Linked DNA regions of Mus musculus: region 1 is linked to region 2. Evidence: chromatin contacts called from public Hi-C data. All regions are on one chromosome and are shown on one strand. Each heading gives the region's core, a stretch centred on a gene start, on an enhancer-like site or on the middle of the called end of the contact. The rest is flanking DNA. Distances are from core to core; before and after follow the strand shown. Region 1 holds the start of Zfp68 (zinc finger protein 68). Region 2 holds the start of Ran (RAN, member RAS oncogene family).

Evidence for each region. Hi-C and Micro-C count contacts between places; a contact is called where the count stands out from the background.
Region 1: a contact with region 2 is called in a Hi-C map of CD4 T cells, with 6 times the contacts expected there. The contact joins the promoter of Zfp68 here to the promoter of Ran in region 2. A contact is called at or near these places in 1 of 484 Hi-C or Micro-C datasets (CD4 T cells) and 1 of 9 other capture datasets (pancreatic islet).

The regions. Positions count from the first base shown.
Region 1 is chr5:138,617,060-138,623,488 of GRCm38.p6, forward strand. Zfp68 (zinc finger protein 68) reads right to left here and starts at 2,684. Exons shown (of 6, transcript NM_013844.2): 1 at 2,550-2,684; 2 at 1-108. It overlaps A430033K04Rik (RIKEN cDNA A430033K04 gene), which reads left to right and starts at 5,800. Exons shown (of 4, transcript NM_183025.2): 1 at 5,800-5,929. The coding sequence starts at 5,891.
Region 2 is chr5:129,015,510-129,021,766 of GRCm38.p6, forward strand. It overlaps Ran (RAN, member RAS oncogene family), which reads left to right and starts at 4,647. Exons shown (of 7, transcript NM_009391.3): 1 at 4,647-4,769; 2 at 5,019-5,065; 3 at 5,175-5,259; 4 at 5,357-5,482. The coding sequence starts at 5,030.

The DNA of each region.
Region 1 (6,429 bases), core at 1,434-3,933, 9.6 Mb after region 2:
GGTTGAAGAGGCAGATGAGCTTCAGAGGGTCACCTGACTGTCAACTGCAGCATCTTGATTCTCCTCCTCCCGTGGCCTACTGTGGTCCTCCATTCAGACAGCAGGGATCTGAAAGACGGGTGAATGCTCTCCAGGACCTCTGCAGTGCGGGCGGGCGCCAGACCTGCACTTTCCCATTGACAGCCTCACAAGCAATGCGTCAAGCAGCCAGAATCGAAGGTTTAGGAAACAGAGCTCCTTTCAATGGGACTGTCCTGGTTATGGACAGAGAACTCCTGGCAAGTTGCTGACATTCAAAGCTCACTCTCACTCAGCCTCTGCTTGTAGATGAGGTTTCTGTACCTGTTCCAAGTCAAGGGACTCCCAACAGGTATTAGGCAGCTGGCCTAACTAATTAGACTCTGGGTGATATGAATAAAGGGGACAATAAGAGTAGGAGAAGGGCCTATTGGGGGTGCCTAAGGGGAGCAGGGGTAACTTGATTAAGACACTCTGTATCCATGTATGAAACTGTTAGAGAATCAATAAAAAATACCGCTGTTTGTATTGTGGTAAAGGTGTGTAACCTTTAATGGCTAAGCCAGCTCTCCAGTCCTTAAAAATGAAAAATAAAAAAAAAAAATTAAAAAAAAAAAACTTGGATCCAGGACTTGAACCAAATGCAACCTGACAACCAAAACCAATGGTCACCACTAAACAACAAGTCTCCTCCGGTCATTGATCTGGTCCTTCTCAGTCCTCCATAAAGGACACTTGTTCTAATAGCAGAACCCAAGAAATCAAGGAGCAACAGTCTGTTTCTGACTTCTCATCTCAGGAGAAATCTGCAAACATGGCTAATGCTCCCACAGGCACACCAATTATTATTTTCTTCACTTTTAGTACTTATAGGTCACTTATGATTTCTGTAGATAAATACAAATCACGGTGCATGGAACACCTTACTGTGAAAGTGACCCGAAGACATGATTCTACAAAGCATTTTGTCTTGTTGGAATGTGGAGAAAGATACAGCTAAGTATCCTGAATTTGTTCTTTCCCTTTCACTAAGCAAAGCTGTTCTCAAACACTTGACATTGATCCTGCAATATAACTAATACTTGTAGCACATTGAAAATGTTTCTAGAACCCTGAACTCCCATTCCTAACCCCCAGAAAGACTTAAAATCTCCAAAATTCAAGTTGCAATGAGTCAATGAAATATGAATCGCTATACTGGCCCACTTAGAAATGAATACTCTTTAATGTTCTTCAGGTGTATGCAATGTGAGGGCAGGGCCAAACCCGTGACTTTTTAAACCATCATCTTTTGTTGACTTCTCTGTAAGTCAGTCTTAGGTAATATAAAAATCTTAGGGCTCGAGAACTGGCTCAGTATTTAAGAATACTTGATTCTTAATAAAGCCAGCCTTCCAGAGGACCCAAGTTCAGTTCCCAGATGCCTCACAACTTGTTACAGCAGCTGCAGTGGGTCCAGTGCCCTCTTCTGGCCTCCAAGGTACTGCATGCTAATGGCAAACAATCACACAAATAAACATATTTACATATAAGTAAAATAATCTACTACTTACTAAGTTGTGGTGTTTTGGTCTTTACCTATGTTTTCTAAATAATATCATTTGCTCAACTTGGCAATGAGTTGGTTCTTGATTGAACTGAATTCCAGACATGGCCTACTGTGCATAAAGATGCCCCAAGGATGAGCCCATAAACAACTTAAAATACAATCGAACTTTTGAGGACATTTGTAAACATGACCAGCATTAAAACAAAACTAAACTGTTATGCTCAGATACTTTGGTATGCAAATAGTTAACAAGTATTCCATTTTGTTGCTATATGGTAATATGCATGCTGAAACACATTAACAGAGCATTCATGTAAAACTCAATGACTTTTCCCACAATGTTCAGGAGTCAAATGATTTGTTTTCCTTTCTGTTTTCGTGATGTGTTCACAAACAGAAAAAAAAAAATTTAAAGTTCTTGAGAGTGTACTTTTCTCTAGTACTCTAGAAATTGAAAAAAAAAACTACATTATACAATACTGCATATTTGAAATGTACAATGAATAACAGTTAACATAATGGAAACTGGAAGTTGGTATTTGAGAAAATAGGCAAAAAGGTAAATATAGGGGCAGGGAACGCTTATAAAGAATATGGAGGGGCGGGGCTGGCATTCAGGATTCTGGATTTGAGACTGGATGCCCAACCCTCTATAAAAATTAGAGGAAACCAGCAGGCTCATAAGAAGGAAGGAGAAACTAAGTATCCGGTGGGCCACACTCACTCTCGTAGAAAAAGCCTCACAGACGGAATGGAAAAGAACCCAACACAACACAACCTGCGGGAACCAAGCAGCCTTCTCAGAGTAGCCCAGAGCCCGCTGAAGTCACCGCATCCGGAGGGACAGGACGCCCGGGCTCGAGCAGTCCCACAGCCCCGGGGATCCAGCGCGAGCGCCCGCGAGGCCTGACTGCAGACCCCGTTCCGCAACAGCGCGCCCAGCTCCCGCGCCATCACCTCCGGACACCACCCGCACACTCACCAAGTCCACTTCTGCGAGACGCTGGTGTCCTCCCACCATCGTCCAGCACCCACAGCGTCACTACGCCAACAAAGCTGCGCAGGAGGCTCCTGGGCAGGAACACCGAGCCCAAGATGGCGGCTCCCAGACAAAGGACCGGTGACAGCCAAAGCCCGCCCCCCGCCCTCCCTCTGTGTGTCTGATTGGACACTTCTCAACTCAGTGCCTCCGATTGGACAGGGCTCCGGGTCCAGCCCCTTGAGTGACAGTAGATGGCGCCAACGCACAGCTGTAGGAGCTCAGAATGACAGGTTCTTGGCTGCAGCTAATTTTAAGACAGAGGGTTTCTTGTGAAACTCAGCATATTCCTTATATTCCTATACCTAAAATCACATAAACGTGTGGCGTGATTTTACACACACACAAAGCTTGCTATGTACAGTGTCTGCCTCCATAATTTATAGCGAATAAGCTAGGTCACATGGTTTGCTCAAAAGAATGAGGATCTGGGTTCTATTTCAGGCTTACCTAGAGCCTTTTTTCTGGTACAGCTGTGACGGTCTGGACTTTCCAAAATGTACTAGAAAAGGATTCAAGGCAAAAATTATATACTGTCTTAAGTGTGTGACCTTTTGTGATGAAAATAATTAAGTTTTTTTTTTCCTTTGAGTGATACTGGTGTATATGGGGTTTTTCTTTTAAATTCTTTTAAATATATTTACATCATTTCTTTCTTTCCTTTCCTCTCTCCAACTCTTACCATGTCTTCTTCCTCCAAACCCTTTCATATCCCCTCCCTCTCTCCATCTCAAATTCATGGTCTTTTCTATATTAACCTGATGAGTTATTTTTACCATTTCCTCTATGTTTATAATTTCGGGGCCGGTCACTTGATTTTGAACAACAAAGGTGCACACCATGACCAAGACAATTCTTATAAAAGAAAGCATTTAACTGGGAGGGGGGATAGGAGGGGCTGCTGACAGTTTCAGAGGTTAGTCTGTTATTATTGTTATCACAGTTGTGGGGAGCATGGTGAAGTACCTGGTGCTGAAGTGGTAGCTGAGAGCTACATCCTGATCCACACGTGGAAAGGAGGAGAAAGAGCCTGGACTTGGTATCTCTTCACAGAAATAAAACAGACTTCTGTTTGAATGACTTAGCAAACTCACAAAGCTCCTTTGTAGTGTAGCATACTTCCTCGAGGACTATACTTTCTACCTCCCCTCTAGGGGCCTGCTTTGCCTTGAGTCTGCTTATAGGTCTAGAGGCAACTATTGGTGAGCCTTGAGTATTGTCATGACATCAGTATTGTCTTGCCTGGTATTTTCTTTAGAGAAAATCACTGCTGGTTTACCGAACAATGAAGGGCGTGTTATCCAACCTTATGTGACTGTAATACAAATTACATAAGCAAACGGTCATGTGCTATTTCAAGTGTTTTAAAAGCAGACTCGGGCAGCAAGAAGGCCCTCCTCCCTGTTCTCCTCCCCAAACTCCCTGTCCTGAGTCAGGCTGACTTGCCAGCTCTGTAACAAGGAGAGCAAAAAAGACAAAACAAAGCAAAACAAAACACAAGCATGCTAGACTATTGAGCACAGTGCATCAATAGCAACCGCTAAAAGATAAACCACTTTCAACAAACATTACTATTGTTCATACTGTGGTAAAAATCCCTGCATTAGGAAGGAGAAGCCAGGAAAAGATTCATGGTGGAAAAGATTATAATCAGGAACCCCAGGTGACTGCCTTGATGGCCCCTGATCAACTCCTGCTGCATGACTGTAAACACTACCAATTTCTCATTTTGTCACTTTGGTGCCTCTGTGTGTGTGTGTGTGTGTGTGTGTGTGTGTGTGTGTACATATATGTGTTTGTGTAAGTGTATGCAGACATGTACATGAAGGTGCCCCGAAGGCCAGAAGAGAGCATACGATCCCTTGGAACTGAAGTTACAGATGGTTTTGAGTCACCTGATATGAGTGCTGGATTTGAACTCTGGTCCTCAGGACAGAACTTTAAACGTTCTTAAGCCATTTCTCCAGCCTGTTAGCTCTCTTAGTCAGGTTCCTCCAGCTGTCCTTACTGAGTATTGTAAACTCTGCTGGTTCTGTCAATCAACGACATGCAATTTATCCTTTTACTTTTTTTCCTTGCTATATACTCAGTAAACACATTTATTCAAAACCCCAGATCATTCCCTGGACTACAGAGAAAAGCAGGTTACGAGGACTTGATACTGCTTACAAGTCACTTGACTAACAAAAGGTGCCGAATAGACACTGATCTCCATCTCCTCTTATTAGATGTTGCTGAGCTTACAAAAATATGTATAGAGCAGTCCCTTCTACTTCCTGAGACCAGGAAAGTCATAGCTCTCAAAAGGATTTTGTAGCTGTTCTGAGTGGAGGCAAGCTAGAATCTAAATACGTTTGAAGATCTTGTCCCAATAGCACATAAAAGTCATCAAGTTTTCACTGGTCAGATTATAAAGATATTTTAGGTGCAATGGGTCATTGCAATCAACATCACGTGTATTCATTTATTTCAAGTCAGGGTTTAGATATGCGTCCCAAGGTGCCATAAAACTCATCCTGTAGCCAAGCTGAACTTGAGATTGCGATTTCCCTGACTCTGTCTTTCAAGTGCTAAGGAGTACATACAGGCACGCGCCACCAAGGTTGACTTTGCCTGCAATTTTTAATCTGAATATAAGAAAACTTTTACAAGTCTCTTTCCATTTTGAAGGCAAAGCTAATGAGAGCAGATTTCAGAAATTTTGAGATGATTTTGAAAACGGACATCTTCCCATTTGTTTATTCGACTAAACACATGTACACATACTTAACTCATAATCACATATGACTTTATGTATAGAATTAAAAGCAAATGTGAGCTGTGGTCCAGAGAGGACTTTAGCAGGCTAAAAGCAACGCGTATGGACCTGAAGGCATAAGGTTTTAACAGAGGCTGAAGTCTTTGTGCATATACGCGACAGGACTCGTGGCTACCCCATAGCTGGAGAAGACCGAGGGTCAGGCCTCCTATAGAAGTCCAAACTTGGAGACGTGACAGGAGCCAGAGTCCCCAACAGCTGCAGCTAAGAACCTGTTAACCTGAGCTCCTTCAGCTGTGAGCTGGAGCCAACTACTGTCTTTCAGAGGACAGAGAACCTGAAGCTCTGTCCAATCAGAGGCCCTAGCCTCAAGACGTGCCCAATCAGACACACAAACGGAGGGTAGGGGCGGGCTTTGGCTGTCAACCAGCCTTTGTCTGGGACCCTCCATATTGGAATCACTGTATGCTGCTAGGGAAGCTGTTGCTCAGCTTCGGTGGCGCGGTGACGCTGTAAGTGCTGGGCGATGGTGAGAAGACGCCAGCGGCTCCCAGAAGTGGACATGGTGAGTGTACGTGTGGCGCCCGGAGGTGACAGTGCGGGAAGCGCTGTGGCAGAGCAGGGTCTGCGGTGAGGCCTCCTGGGCAGCTGATCTGGATCCCCTGGGCTGCGGGGTTGCTGGAGCCTGGGCGTCCTGTCCTTCTACCTGAGGGTTCTGGCGCCTTTTCTGAGCAGCTCTGCTCTGGCTGCCTGTTTGCTCCGGATCATGCGTGGCGAGGACTTGGTGGATCATCAGGGGAGAGTCTCTGAATGTGACGGTCATTCACTAAAGGAACTATGTTTTCTAGAATCCCCAGTCCCTTCGTTCTCTCCGTGGCCCACCTAGCCCGAACTTCACAAATGAATGGGAAACAGGGTCGCAAACCCAGAACCTAAGCCAGCTCCACTGCAGTCTACTACCTGTTCTTCCACATCCTCGCCCACACTCCCAACACGAAAATTTCCCCTTTCACCCATTTTGTATGGTCCTGGGCTTACTACAGGTACTCTGCAGAGCAGCTGCAC
Region 2 (6,257 bases), core at 3,397-5,896:
TCAAAAAACCAACAAAATAAAAATAAATAAATAAATAAATAATCACGGCAACAATGTGCTGACTATGAAAGACTGGTCCCGGTATTTCCAGTTATGTGCTTTGGGAAGACGAGTAGGTGCTTTGATGATCGGGGAAAGCCTGGGTGTGAGACTGTAACTGGGCAGTATATTCAGGCTGGGCCATTCAAGGAGAGGAGCCTGTTAGGCCAGGGGGTGGGGGTTGGGGGCAGCCTTTAGACAGAGAGTAAGTGCAAAGGCCTTGGAACAAGAGCAAGCTTGGCTGCAATAAGACTCAGAAAGGTCATGAAGGCCTCCAAAGAGTAACGGGGAGAGAAGAGGAACAGGGGAGGAGGGAGGAGGGAGAGACATGAGGTAGGGTACCTAGAGTGAGAAGGAATGGCTGGAGGAGGGTGTGGGGTGGGTTTATAAAGGTTGTCCTGTGCCTTTAAAGTCTTTTATTTTATTTATTTATTTATTTATTTATTTATTTATTTATTTATTATATGTAAGTACACTGTAGCTGTCTTCAGATACCCCAGAAGAGGGCATCAGATCTCACTGTGGATGGTTGTGAGCCACCATGTGGTTGCTGGGATTTGAACTCAGGACCTTTGGAAGAGCAGTCAGTGCTCTTACCCGCTGAGCCATCCAGCCTGCCTTTGAAGTTTTGATGGTGGTCACACCAGTACTCCTATGGTATTACTATTCAAGCTGCACGTCCAGAAGTTAATTACAAGGACATATTGGACACCATCCAGATGGAGGTTCTGTCAGCTTTCGGCTGCCATCCAACCTATGCCTGGAGATATCACCCTGTGGTAAGAAAGCTTTGAAGCTTTGACACTCACGGGTTTAAAGGATTCAGCCTGGGGTCAGTTAGCTAGTCCATTGCGTTGGGCCTGTGGGCAGGCAACAAATCATGGCAGGAACATAGGATAGAAAAAAAAACCAACCAACCAAACAAACAAACAAACAAAAAACAGAACAAGCAGAACTAAAAAAAAAAAACCTTAGCTCATGGCGAGAAAGAGAAAGAGAAAGAGAAAGAGAAAGAGAAAGAGAAAGAGAAAGAGAAAGAGGAAGAGAAAGAGAGAAAGAGAAAGAGACTAGGGCCCCATAGTTCCTGTGAAGTGTGTAACTCCCACAACCTCAAGCCCCTCTCTAGGCAACATAGTATCTTAATATCTCCACCACATCTCCTTATTGCCAGGCCGAGGTGAAGCCTTTAACACAGGGCCTATGAGGGACACTCTATATTCAAGCAACAGCAGGGATGTCCTGCAAAATGAGTGATCCAACATATACCCTGCAGGTGTCAAGGGACTGCTTAGATTCAAAGACACAAGGGGACCTGAGGACCAAAGCAACAGGGAACTCTGGGATGGGTCCCAGACATGGTGTTGATGTCACAAATGGGATTAAGTTCTAAAGATTAGGAAACAAAATAAAAAATGTTAAACTCAAGGTATTGGTCAGGATTCCAAAGTTGTGTAGCCAAATGACCTTAGTTTTAAAAAATACATTTGGGACTGTAGAGGTGACTCGGTCGTTAAGAGTACTACCTGCTCTTCCAGAGGACCTGGGTTCAATTCCCAGCACCTACAAGACAGCTCACAACTATTCTGTAATTCCAGTTCCATGGGATCCAACACCATCATACAGACATTCAGGCAAAACTACTAGTACATAGGAAATAAAAATAAATCATTTAGAAAAAAAGAAATACACACAAACATTGTGTACCCTACACCCTCAAACATTACAGAGGAAGTATCATACATAAACAACAGGTCTTGATTCTTAAAAAATTTTCTTAAATTGATTTCTTAAAATACACAGGTATGTATTTGTATTTATTTATTTGTGTGTGTGTGTAGCATTGTATTAGGACCTTTGGGTGGCTTAGGGGGTAAAACTGCCATGCCTGACTCCCTGAGTTCAATCCTCAGGACCCATATGATGGAAGGAGAGAACTGATCTCAGTGTTGTCCTCTGACCTATTCACGCAGTGCAAATAAACAGATGCTTAAAACAATGCACTAGTCAGGGTTCTCTAGAGGAACAGAACCAATAAAATGTGTGTGTGTGTGTGTGTGTGTGTGTGTGTGTGTGTGTGTGTGTGTTTTCAAATGGACTACAGAATATGGGTTAGGTGGCCCAACAATGGTTACCTAAATGTTGGAGAGCCTGAGGAACCAGGAACTGTTCGGTCCATAAGGCTGAATGCCTTAGGAATCCCAATGGTCCATGGTGGAAGCTGAAGATGTTGAGTTTGATGCCAGCTGAGTACAACAGCTGCAGCAATGAGAGAGACATACTCAGCAGCAGGAAGGAAGGGGAAGCAGGGTTGCTTTCTCCTAGGACCTCTCTATCTGGACCACTTAGGGAAGATGTTGCCTACCCTGGAGGAGAGTCCTCCTACCTCATTTAATGGCCTCCTGGAAATGCCCTGATGACCTATAGAGAGGCATGTCCCTTAGTTAATTCTACCTTCAATCAAGTTGACCACAGATATTAACCAACCAGATATACATGTATACCTTAAGAGGAAGAAAGTGGACAATAAGACATATGAAAGAGCAGGCGTGTTAGCAACTCCTCTTGCCCCTGTGACCAAAAATACTGGAAAGAATCAAGTGTGGAGAAAGGACTTACCTTGGTTCATGGCGGATACAGTTTATCATAGTAGGATGGTATGGCTTCGGTCTCATTCCATGGTGGTGGGAGCTCACACTACAGGATATACTCTTTAAGGCTGACACCCCACCCCCCACCCCCCAGTCACTCACTAGGTCACAAGTCTAAAACAGCATGGTTGGTGGGGGATGAAATATCCAACACAGGAGAGATCTCAAATTCAAATTATACTAAAGATTTGGGGTTTTAGAAGAAAATACAATTAGCTATTTTTCTCATCGCTAGACAAAAATACTTGATAAAAAGCAACTTTTGGCTAGTTTCTTTTTGGCTCACAATTCCAATGGTACAATTTATTACATCTGCAGAAGATGGAAGGCATAATGGTGAGAGTGTGAGGTGGCTGGTTACATTGTATCCACAGTCAGGAAGCAGAGAGACCGATGCTGGTCTCCATTTTGTTCAGTCTAGGGTACTGCCCAGGTTCAGTTAAACCTCTCTGTGAGTACAAGAGACACACCCTTCACAACCCTAAATCCAGTAGACTAACCATCACAAGCTACAATCCCTTCCGCAACAGCAACTTTCCCCCCAAGGCTGTACAAATAGCCTGTCTATAGCTGTCTCCCGACCAACACCCACACCCCCAGTACTCATACATGTTAAGTTTTAAAGTTCAGGCTAAGAATAGGTTTGCAGTTCACGTTGGATGGCAAAGAAAATGCTGTAAACCAGGCAGCAGTGGGCAGTCCAGACAGTGCTTGCAGGGAGAGCTGCGCCTATGCCCGCTTGAGTGTATTCTCTTGTTTCCCTCGGCTTCTTAGGATGAGGTTCTTTGTAAGTTCTAAGCGTGGGCCAGTTAGTAACACAAACCAGGCCACCAGATGATGCGGTTCGGCAGGCTGGTTGCCAGGACAAGTAAGTTCATGATAAGTTTTCTCGGGGAGAGGGTCACTGGTGATGTCACCACCCAGCACCAGGTGCTACATTGTATCAACAATCTACCAAACTGGAACTAGGCGGGTTGACCGTTTTTCTCCTAAACTCTGTTTGATCTCCACCTCCTGTTATATCCTCTATTGAATACAGCTCACAGCATAGCCCCTTGTAGCCGACTTGTTACATATACTCCAAAATATAGTAACTTTGTATTTATATAAATATGTAACTGACGTTCCATTAAACATACTATGTTAACGTTATGTTATAGTTTTTGTGCACACTTTCCCACCTGTCTTCTACCTAAGTTGCCCAGGCTAGCCTTGGAACCCTAAGGCCTGTGCTGGCTCCTTTTAGATTGCATAGTACAAAGTAACAGCAGGGCCCCCAAGCTCTGGTCATCAGAGATACATTTTCCATTTCCCCAGCAGCATCTGTATTTGCTGGTCAATTGCTGCTCAGGAGGGAGCCAGGGTAGGGTATCTTCTGCGAGACAGATTACTCAGACCACGCAACAGAGGAAGGGCCCTGGGATGCTGAACGCCTGGACTAACTGCATCCGGTCCCATCCTCCCAGGAAGGCCAGGCCGTGTCCATGCCGGGCACGCATGGCTGACGCAAGCCGGGCCTCGGGCGCGCGCACCCTCATTCATTCCCTCCATTCATTCTGCAGACGGCGGCCGCGCACACTTAGCGATCGCCCGCCCGCGAGATCCCCGGTGCCTGTGGACACAGGACTTGGGGACGAAGGTCGGGCGGTGCCCGCTGAGCGGCAGCGAGCGACCGAGAAGCAGCACCCGCCTTTCCCGCCCACGAGGCCCCTGGCTAGGCCGCCGCCCGCGTAACGCGCGGCCTCCCGCAGCCAGCGCATGCGCGTGGCAGCCCGCGCTCAGCGCCGGCTCCCGCGGGCCCTTCACGGTCCGCGTGCGTGCGCGTCCCCGCTCGGCCGGCCCACGTGACCCGCCGCCCCTCTCCCGCCCTGGGCGCTCCGAGGGCCCCCGGCCGAGTCGGACGGCTCCAGCGGACGTGCGCGTGCACGCGCGCCGCGTGGTTGGGCGCGGCGCCGTTGCTCCGCCCTCTCCCGGCTCCTCCCCCCCTCCGCGCGCCGGCGTCCGCTGCGTCTCCGGCATTTGAATCGCGCTTCCGCCATCTTTCCAGCTCCAGTCGGACAGGCGCGGAGACTCTTCTGGAAGGTAGCGTCGAGGCCGGGAGGGTGCGGGCGCGGGCGCGGGCGGTGACCGGAGGGTTTGGGTGTCCTTCGGGTGGGCGCGGGGCGGCGCTGGCGACGAGGCGAGGCGAGGCGGACGGGCAGCGCCCTGGGCTTTTTCAGCCCGCTTCCCTTCCCCCCACCGTCTCACGCCGCGTCCCCGCCTTCCCGCGCGCTCTTCCCGGCCGCGGCCTTTGTGGGGCGCACGTGCCGCAGCCGCTCTCTCTCCCCGCAGGATCCGCCGCGATGGCCGCCCAGGGAGAGCCGCAGGTCCAGTTCAAGGTGCGTGTGCGGCCGCACGGGGGCCCTCGGAGGGCGAGCGAGCGGGGAGGTCGGGAGGGGACGGCATGGCGGGGACCGCTCACGCCGCCGCCTCGTCTCTTGAATCTAGCTCGTCCTGGTGGGCGACGGCGGCACCGGGAAGACAACCTTCGTGAAGCGCCACTTGACGGGCGAGTTTGAGAAGAAGTATGTAGGTAGGTGCGGCCGGGGGTGCTTCACGGCAGCGAGGCCTCCGGGGGAAGGCGGCGGGCAGTGCACGGCTGACCCCTTCTGCCGCCCTGTTCCCCGCAGCCACCCTGGGCGTGGAGGTGCACCCGCTCGTCTTCCATACCAACAGAGGACCCATCAAGTTCAACGTGTGGGACACGGCCGGCCAGGAGAAGTTCGGGGGCCTGCGCGATGGCTACTACATCCAAGGTGAGGGGGGCCTTGCGGAAGTGGGCCCAGGCCCTCGGACATGTGCTTGGGGTATGAGCCGGAGAGCCAGCCGTTGCCGGGTGACTAAGGAGAGGGGACAGAAATCTCTTGGAGGGAGGCGACCTGGTTGGAGTGGATAGGAGATTTTTTTTTTCTTTTATAAGAATCGTCCGTGGTGTCGTTTGATCATATGCTGTGTCATGCTAGGCATTGATTTGGGGCAAACTGTGTGGCTTCAGAACTTAGTAGGAGACTAAGCTATTGGGAAAGCTCCCGGGTCACTTTTTGGTTTTCGAAACTTGAATTAAGGGCTACACGCAGTAGCTTACCCGTGATTATTCCCATCATTAAAATAAGTAGTGAGCATTTGCCCCAAGATACTAAACCTCTAGCCCCTCCTGGAGCCAGGCCCTCTCTCACACGTGAAACCTGCCGCCTCATGGAAACTGTACTTTTACTTTTCTCCTTGAAAGTAATCGAAAAAGCTTAGTGGGGAAAGAGTCTGTTGGTGTTTAAAGACGAATGAATATCCTTGTGATCTTACTAGCATGATGAGAAAATTCGTTCTTTGGCTTCTTCGCATGTAAAGGCAAAGGGGTGTTTATAACCGGGGTTAACTTTTTAACCAAAAAAATGGGGATGCTCACGTGCTTCCTCTTAAACTGTATCCTCACCATCCCTGCAGGGTAGGTTATAGAAACCTGGGCTCAGATTTTAGAAGACTGGTGTTTGAACTTTGATGAACTTTGATGGGCCAGCAGTTGGTAGTTAGTGA